Regions from separate parts of the Mus musculus genome. Here all the other regions are linked to region 1. Evidence: chromatin contacts called from public HiChIP or PLAC-seq and promoter capture Hi-C data. All regions are on one chromosome and are shown on one strand. The core of a region is the stretch at or near the end of the contact, and the rest is flanking DNA. Distances in the headings are between cores, read along the strand shown. Region 1 holds the start of Tmbim1 (transmembrane BAX inhibitor motif containing 1). Region 2 overlaps Usp37 (ubiquitin specific peptidase 37). Region 3 holds the start of Rufy4 (RUN and FYVE domain containing 4).

Region 1 (2,700 bases), core at 41-2,540:
CTGGAAGCCAGTCTTCTAGTGACTTTCAGATGAAGACTTAGAACTCTCAGCTCCTCCTGCACCACGCCTGCCTGGATGCCGCCTTGATGATAATTGCCTGAACCTCTGAACCTGTAAGTCAGCTCCAATTAAATGCTGTCCTTATAAGAGCTGCCTTGGTCATGGTGTTTGTTTACAGCAATAAAACCCTAATTAAGATGACTTTCCAACCTCCTCAAAACTTCACCAAACGATTCCCATGTTGGAACACAGACTTTTGGATAACCTATATTGGTTTTCTCTGACCATGGCCACATATTTGGCTCCTCTTAACCTCTTTGAGGTAAGTTATTTTATTATTAACATTCCCAAAATATCTGGCATTACGGGCACATGCCACTTCCACTGTTTATGCAGTGCTGGAGATGGAACCCAGGACTGCTCGCACCCTAAGCCAGCATACTGCCAACTGCTATAAGATTATTTTTACTTCCCAGTCACACATAGTGAGCTGTTAGTGTAAACACACCATGAGGTTTGCAAAACAGAAATTTCCTAACCTAGCACATCCCTGTCATTAAGTGACACATGACTGATTCCAAGCATAGCTTCGGAGTCTCATGCCTGTGTTTGAAGTTTTACATTTGAAAAGGGCGGTTAGCTTACAAGCACAGAATTCTTAGTCACCACAGACTTTTTTGTGACTTAAATTTTTCTTTTCTTTTTTTTTCTTTCTTTTTTTTGTGACTTAAATTTTTTTTTCACGAAATAAGAAGTTTTAAGAATGAATTGATATAAACATAGCATAGCCATGTGATACAATATTGTGCATCATTGAAACTATTCTTTTGTTGTTTGGTTTTCCTGGCATGGGGATGAAACCCAGCTGGGTCTCTCACATGGAAAGCCAGAGATCTACCACTGACCTACGCCCCTAGACCGAAAGTGCTGAAGATCAGTTAGTGACAAAAAAGAAAAAGAGGGAAAAAAAATCAGTGAAATCTGACTATGTGAAACCAGGGTCAGTAATTGCAACACTTGGGCTGAGGCCGGGTGACAAGTGCTGGAGACCAGCCTGAGGTACATAGCGACATCGCTCTTTTACCCAGAATACAAACAAACAAAAAAACAAACCCAATAACAACTTTTAAGACAACAGGATTAGCTCTAAAGCCCCTAGCGCAAATCGCTGATATGTAGGCACTGATGACGCATAAATAGCACTTCTTACTGGGGTGGAGTCTGGAATTCATGGAAAGAAGTTATTTTTTTCCCAGTGAGTTTGGGTTTTCGCTGCGAACCGGCGTTGCTTCCAGTAAATGTGAACCACTCACACCTGGGTCGTGGTTGAGGTCTGGAGGGGACCCCAGCGCTCCCTGGAGGTCTCGGGGTGCCGGGCGGCTCCTCCCCACTGGCGGCGGAGAGAGACGGGGCGGGGCACGGAGCCCCAGTCCAGCCCGGCCCAGCCCAGTCCTCGCCAGCGCCCGGAGGCCCAGGCGGATCTCACGGTCCGGAACAGCGCAGGCAAGTGAGGGGGCTGCGGCCGTTGGAGGTGGGGACCCGAGACCGGCGGGGAATGGAAGTGGCCTGGGGCGGCGCTGCGCCCAGGCGCCCGAACTTTTCTGGCACGCGCGGGCCGACTCCGGTCGTGCTCCGGAGCCAGGCTAGGGTCCTTTCGTTCTGCCTGTTCCGGTCTTCACTTTCCATGTGCGCCCGGGCAGGACATATGGCCCGGGCTTGTGGCGCAACCGCATTCGGTGCGCACCCGCGAGCTGACCCGCTTCTTGTAGGGTGCTCCTCTCAGTGGCTGAGTGGCTTGTTTGTCTGAGGACGTGTCCCCCACTCCGGGGCCCCAGAGTGGCCGTGCAGCAAGTGAGAATGGAGGCGGTCATGGTCCTCAGCTGGTGGGGAGAGGGAGGGAGGGAGCCAGCCAGAGGCTTGGAACCCACCCGGGGCTGTTCGAGCTTGCCCTGGCGTCACCAGGCTGCGTAAAAACTGGTGATGAGAATCTGTCTAAGGTGGGGGGTGGGAGGAGGGAGCCCTAGCTCAGAGAAGCCAGCGGGCCAACCTAAGGTCTAAAGAAGAAGCCATTCCTACTCCTAACCTGGCCTGCTCCTGTTCCTTTGCTCTGTAATTCAGAAGCCTACCAGAAAGTACAGTCAAGCTGATGAACTGTGGTTGGTTGGTTGGTTGGTTGGTTGGTTGGTTGGTTTATTTATTTATTTATTTATTTATTTATTTATTTATTTGAGACAGTTTCACTCAGTAGCCCAGTCAAGCCTTGAACTTGTTGCCTCAGATCCTTAAGTGCTGGGAGTATTACAGGTGAAAGCTGTCTTGCCTGGCCCTGGTGACCTCTTTAGGTCAGAATAAAAAATAAAAAAAAAAAAAAAAAAAAAAAAGAAACAGGGAAATGGGAAAAGGGAAAGCAGGTTTGGGAGGGCCAGGAGGGAACCAGAAAAGGAGGAAGGAATGGAAGGCTCTCTGCCAAGGCAGAGCCTGGACTGTCTTCACCAGGTCTTGTTCCCCGGGGCATCCTTCCCCAGTCACTCACTCCACTGTGGCCTATGGGTGGTGGTACCCATGGGGCTGAGGGTCAACCTAAACACCGGATAAGTGGGGAGAGCTGTCATGGAAGGTCTGGCAGGTGTCTGGTTCTCTGAGACTCTGAAATATTTATCTCAGTGGTGAGCTTTGGTTTCAAAGCTGGTGTCTTTGGCC
Region 2 (2,700 bases), core at 187-2,686, 130 kb before region 1:
AGAATCCGATTCCAGGGCTCAGATGCTCGGGCGAGTGAGCCGCTGACTTAACAGAGTGTGAGTGCTGAGCAGGACTGTGCAAGCTTTATCAATATCCATGTCCTGCTTGCTTTGGTTTGGGGTTCTCTCATCTGTATTTCCCTCTTCTCGTTGGTTTCTGATTTTTGTGGTTTGTTTTTTAAGGGAGATCTTTGATGAGTTGCTGGAGACAGAAAAAACCTCTCAGGCGCTTAGCATGGAGGTGGGGAGAGCTGCCCGTCAGGCTTCATGAGGAGAACCTCGTGGGCGTCAGCACAAGCTGCACGTCTGTCACTGCCACCCTCCTTGACGTCCTCTGCCCGAAGAGAATTGGGAACTCTACTTGATGCAGGAGCAACAACAGCTCAGGGCCAAACCAAAAGAAACTTCAGTCATGTGCAACGCTCCATGCTGTTTTATGGAAACCTTGGTCGCATCTATAGCTGATTATCCTCTTTTTCTTCTACAAGAGTGCCGCTTCCTTTTGTCTTAGGAATGAATACATACTGTAAATATATATGTACATACCCACACGCATATACTGAATGAATGGAGCCTTAAAGAGCTAGGATGAGCCAACAGAAGTAGTGCTCTTGCTCACAGTGAATGCTGCAGCTGTTTGGCCGAGAAATCAAAGTGTCCAAGCACATTCATTTGAGGCAGTGTGGGGGTGCGCATAGCGTTTGGCTCTTAACTTTGGGGCTTTTTGGGTTGGTTTTTTTTTTTTTTTTTTTTTTTTTTTGTCTTTTGAATGGCTTCACTCAAGTCCAACATTTTATGTTTGTTGTAAGTAAAGCTCTCTGGGAAGCTAGTTACACTAAAAACAGTTTATTTTCCTTGCAAGAGGTATTTCTGTAGCCTGATTTGAGTTTTATTTTTCTTTTGATTTTATGACTCTCATGCTGTTTACATGCAGTTTCCAAACAATGGATTGTTGGTGCTTCGGAGTGTTCCAGCCCCACACTTGCTGTTTATCATGCCCTTGGCATTTTCTCTCAGATGCCTCCACACGGTGTGTTCATCATCGTCTTCTGTGGCGTGCTGATGGTAAAGCTAGAAGCTTATATTTTCTTCTGTATCATTTTCCCATGGAACAGGCATGACCCAATGGATTACAGCCTCGGTTATAAAAGGTTCAAAGACAGCTTCAACTGGGACTGACAGGGATGCTTAGGGCAGGGAGGAACACTAGTCTCTGTCCTGCAGGCAGAGAAAGCAGGGGCATGCCACTTTTTACAGTGCAGATTCTGGGCCACTAAAGCTAAAAGCTAAACACTGTGTTGCTAGGGTGAAAATAAGTAGTGGGAGGGGATTCCAGGAGCTATCAATCAAAGGTGCCTAGTACATATCTTACTTGTTAGTGCTCCGAGTGAGACCAAGTGTCAGTGCAGCGGCAAGTACTGCATGAGTCACTCTGCCCACGTGACCTGCCTGGGTAAGCAGCTAACGAAACCATGATGAGCCTGGGGAATCTGTCAGCACAAGTGTCATTAGGATTGCACAGACCTTAGCAACATGAAGTCTGCATTTGTTTTGTTCCCTATTTTTTCTTCTATTATTAATGGGAGGGTTGCTGTGAGTTCTGAGTTAGATATGAAACCATGTTAGATTTTCAGAAGATGTTAAAACCCATCACTGAAGATGCAGCATCTTTTCTGGAAGAGTGTATTCAGAGAGCTCCAGCCTGACTCTTAGAACCTGGGTATATTCTCACTAATCACCTCTTCTAAAGCTCTGAACTGCTGACGTGTGCCTCGGGGCTTTGACTGCTGAGAAACTCTGACTCCACCATCTGCCAGCACACATTGTTATAGTGAATGTTCCACAGTGGCACGGGGAGGGTATGCAGCAGTTTACAACAGAGAAAAACATTTGTTTTTAAAGCTAACTTTAAATTGTGTTGTTTCACCTCGAGCAGGAGTCTCCTTTTGTCTTGTTTTTCTTGAAAGTGACTGGTTGTCTTGAGCACCCAGGGTGATGATGGTGTGCTTTAGTGAGTTCTCTTGTCTCTACTGGAGAACTTCGAGCAGTTGAAATGATGAGGAAGTTTATTTAATTTAAAAAAAAAAAAAGGCTCTGCATCATGGCATGAGGACGCAGACATGATGCCCTCAGTCTGGACTGCCTCCTGGGCATCTGGACCACTCTCATACCTGCTTGTGTCCCTGTTGACTTAGAAGGCCGTGGCTCGCCACAGAGCCTGATTCCTTTTGACTCCCATGTCTTGGGCAGGACTTGTGTTAGTTATAAATAGTTACTCCTTGCAAATTTAGGATTTGAATTTTATGTCCAGTCCATATGATGACCTGTCAGCTTCCCTGCTCCCTTCTTTCCTTTAACTGACTGCTTGACTCCAAATGGCAATCTCACCTAGACTGTATTGATAGGGTACTGGTTGTTCTAAGCTGCCTGTGTCTATTTTAAAATTATGAGTAAATATAGTCTCTTTTTTTAATACTGTGATCAAAGAATTGGGGGATAGAACAGTTAACATGTTAGGCTAAGAAGGGGCAGATTATTAGATAGGAACAGAGGGTGTTGGTTCCCTTCAGTCAGCATAATAACTTTCCTGTATAAAATGCCAAATGTATGGTTATGTTACTTTAAATGACTGAACTGGAATTTTATAGCAACTAGTACTCTATGCAGTCTTCTCATCTTAGCCAAAACTGGGAAAGAGAA
Region 3 (2,700 bases), core at 180-2,679, 180 kb after region 1:
GTACTGGGGCATATAAAGTTTGCAAGTCCAATGGGCCTCTCTTTCCAGTGATGGCTGACTAGGCCATCTTTTGATACATATGCAGCTAGAGACAAGAGCTCCGGGGTACTGGTTAGTTCATATTGTTGTTCCACCTATAGGGTTGCAGTTCCCTTTAGCTCCTTGGGTACTTTCTCTAGCTCCTCCATTGGGGGCCCTATGATCCATCTAATAGCTGACTGTGAGCATCCACTTCTGTGTTTTCTAGGCCCCGGCATAGTCTCATAAGAGACAGCCATATCTGGGTCCTTTCAGCAAAATCTTGCTAGTGCATGCAATGGTATCAGCAGTCTCTACTTATTGAGCTATCACTGGTGTTGGTCACCCTGGCCATTGCTGACATCTTTGTCTCATTCAATCCCCTTAGTAGCCTCCAGAGCATAGCATTACACATGGTGACTAGGCACAGAGAGGGTAAATCTCAGCCCAGTATCACAAAGCTGTAAGCTGAGCTCAGACTTCCTTATGAGTCGAACAGAATGCCTGCACCATGGGGACACCCAGCTAGGGGAACTGTCACCTCCTTTCCCCCGGACTAGCCCCTGAGCCTCAGCAGAGTGTCATTGCCTTGGGACCCACATTCATCCTTTCCAGGGCCCCAGCTGAGTGGAAAATGTATGTTCTCTGGGAAAGCATGCAGAAGTAGACAGAGGGTGCAACATTGGGACTGAACCAATGTTCGGTGTGGGGAGCAGGGTGCCTGGTTTGAATCCCACCACCCTCTCTCGTAGAACTCTACTTCTGTCTCTCAAGGGTCCTGGGGCTCAGAGAGGGATACTGTTGCCCTTGAAGGATGTTGAATGAGCTTAGGCTGAGATCCTGGCATCAAAAGCCAGGCCAGGTGTCCAGCTTCCCAGGCAGGAGTGCTGGAGTTTGTGGGCAGGGTAGCTCTGGCATGATCCTGTAGCAGTGGATCATGGGGGGAAGAAAGGGAAAAGAAGAAAAGAAAGGCTAGGACAGCAGTGCATGGGGCCCAGGATCGGGAGTCAGAAGATAAAGGTCCCGTCCTGGACTGGTCACCCTTTCTTAGGCTCCACTTTCCTGACCTGTACACCAAGGGTTAGACAGAAGTTCTCTACAAGCTGGGCGTGGTGGCGCACGCCTTTAATCCCAGCACTGGAGAGGCAGAGGCAGGCGGATTTCTGAGTTCGAGGCCAGCCTGGGCTACAAAGTAAGCTCCAGGACAGCCAGGGCTATACAGAGAAACCCTGTCTCAAAAAAACAAAAAACAAAAAACAAACAAAAAAGAAGTTCTCTACAGACCTTTTCTAGGGTCTCTCTACCTAATCCCCAAGCCCAGGGACTCCCGTGCTCACCTGAGAAAAGCTTGTCTGTTTGGGATGTGGGCAGGATTCTGTAGCCTGAGTATGTCCCTTGTGACTGTGGGCTCTGCACAGTCTTTTCCAGCTCTCCTGCCTGGGGAGTGACTCAGCCCAGCCTGAAGGGGGCTGGACCAACCCTGGCCAGGGAGAAGTGGTAGAGAAAGATCAGGGCACTGAGGCAGAATGGGTGGCTTCCTCAAAGTCATCTGGCATGAGGCCAGTTGGTGGCAAAACACAACACCGGCAGGGGCTTCCTTTCCCGGGCACCTGCTCCTGTCTTTCTGTCTTGTTGCCAGTAGATGGCGGAAAGGGGCTGACAGAAGCGCTAGTGGGCTCCTTTTCTCGAGTTGTCTCTTCTGTCACTGGACTGAAAGTGACACAGGTGGGGAGAAGGGGCAAACGGCCACCAAGTGTCTTTCTCCCTCCTCTTACCCCAGCCAGCTGCGGGATCCCAGTCAGTGTTGGGGTGCCTTCCTTCCAGCCCTGGTACCCACTTCCCGGGGATGGAAACGCCAGGTGGGCTGCTCGGTGTAGGGTGGTCTTTCCCGCTGCTCTCGTTCAACTTCCTGGTGCTGGGGTCATCCTTTTTCTAGGCCAGGCTGGCATGTCACTTAAAACCAAGGGTTAGGGACTTCTAGAACTACTTTTACGAGCTCGAGGAACTACTTGTAAGTAGGGCTCAGAGCGATCCCCAAACGTGCTGTTCTCTGCTCCATGTCCCGCCCTTCTGCCCGGTGCAGAGCCAGATCTAACCCCGGCGCTCCCCTCGTCCTCCATGCCACCGTCTCTGTCCCTTCAGATCCCTTCTCTGGTGTCAGTCTCTCAGTCGCTCACTAGTCACGGCGTCGCTCTCTTGCGTTCCCAGTTCAGCCTGTCCCGGGGATCCCGCCGCCGCCCCTCCCGCCTTCCCGCGCCCTCGGGTCCCCTCCCCGCCTTCTGCCTCCAGCGTCCGTGTCGCCGCCCCTCGCCAGGCCCCGCACTCCCACTGCCTGGCAGAGCGGTGGCGGAGGCGGAGGCGGACTCCGACGGGGCGGGCCGGGGGCGTCGCCCTTCTTCCCCACGTCGCAGACGCCTGGGGCCGAGAGGTCGCTGGGGCTGGGGGGCGGGCCGGCTCGCGGGTAGTCCGCGTCCCCGCCCCGGGCCCGCCGGGTCCCGGGCCGGATGGGCTGCACCGTGAGCCTGGTGTGCTGCGAGGCGCTCGAGCCTCTGCCCTCCTGCGGCCCGCAGCCCCCCGGGACTCCGCCGGGCCCCGCGCGGCCCGAGCGCTGTGAGCCCGGGGGTGCGGCGCCCGACCCGAGGAGGCGGCTGCTGCTTCAGGTAGGGAGCTGTGGGCCGGATG

What was found. HiChIP or PLAC-seq counts read pairs in DNA pulled down with a chosen protein or histone mark. Capture Hi-C pulls out chosen DNA fragments and counts their contacts.
Region 2: an HNF4G HiChIP or PLAC-seq map of pancreatic cancer cells shows a contact between it and region 1. The contact joins the enhancer-like site here to the promoter of Tmbim1 in region 1. A contact is called at or near these places in 19 of 39 promoter capture datasets (the 3T3-L1 cell line, 3T3-L1-derived adipocytes, the C10 cell line and 14 more), 4 of 15 datasets of contacts at CTCF or cohesin (CD8 T cells, the NIH/3T3 cell line and pro-B cells), 46 of 484 Hi-C or Micro-C datasets (the AML12 cell line, B cells, the Ba/F3 cell line and 35 more), 19 of 115 datasets of contacts at active chromatin or transcription factors (the HPC-7 cell line, the NIH/3T3 cell line, bone marrow-derived dendritic cells and 14 more) and 4 of 9 other capture datasets (adipose tissue, liver, macrophages and 1 more).
Region 3: a contact with region 1 is called in a promoter capture Hi-C map of adipose tissue. The contact joins the promoter of Rufy4 here to the promoter of Tmbim1 in region 1. A contact is called at or near these places in 1 of 484 Hi-C or Micro-C datasets (CD4 T cells), 2 of 115 datasets of contacts at active chromatin or transcription factors (embryonic stem cells and pancreatic cancer cells) and 2 of 9 other capture datasets (adipose tissue and liver).

Annotation. Positions count from the first base shown.
Region 1 is chr1:74,302,926-74,305,625 of GRCm38.p6, reverse strand. It overlaps Tmbim1 (transmembrane BAX inhibitor motif containing 1), which reads left to right and starts at 1,290. Exons shown (of 12, transcript NM_027154.5): 1 at 1,290-1,503. All of the region lies in intron 2 of Pnkd (paroxysmal nonkinesiogenic dyskinesia), which reads right to left.
Region 2 is chr1:74,436,962-74,439,661 of GRCm38.p6, reverse strand. It overlaps Usp37 (ubiquitin specific peptidase 37), which reads left to right. Exons shown (of 24, transcript NM_001310662.1): 24 at 184-2,700. The coding sequence ends at 271. Among named protein-coding and RNA genes, the nearest start is that of Vil1, 29 kb to the right of the region's middle. Within about 2 kb of position 1,436, at least 114 of the 459 cell types and tissues checked have an H3K27ac peak or open chromatin away from gene starts, as enhancers often do. A contact at or near this core is called in the G1E-ER4 cell line, the HPC-7 cell line, the NIH/3T3 cell line and 15 more, where this site is marked.
Region 3 is chr1:74,124,270-74,126,969 of GRCm38.p6, reverse strand. It overlaps Rufy4 (RUN and FYVE domain containing 4), which reads right to left and starts at 1,429. Exons shown (of 12, transcript NM_001170641.1): 1 at 1,356-1,429. Tns1 (tensin 1) reads left to right here and starts at 2,422. Exons shown (of 33, transcript NM_001289895.2): 1 at 2,422-2,678. The coding sequence starts at 2,523.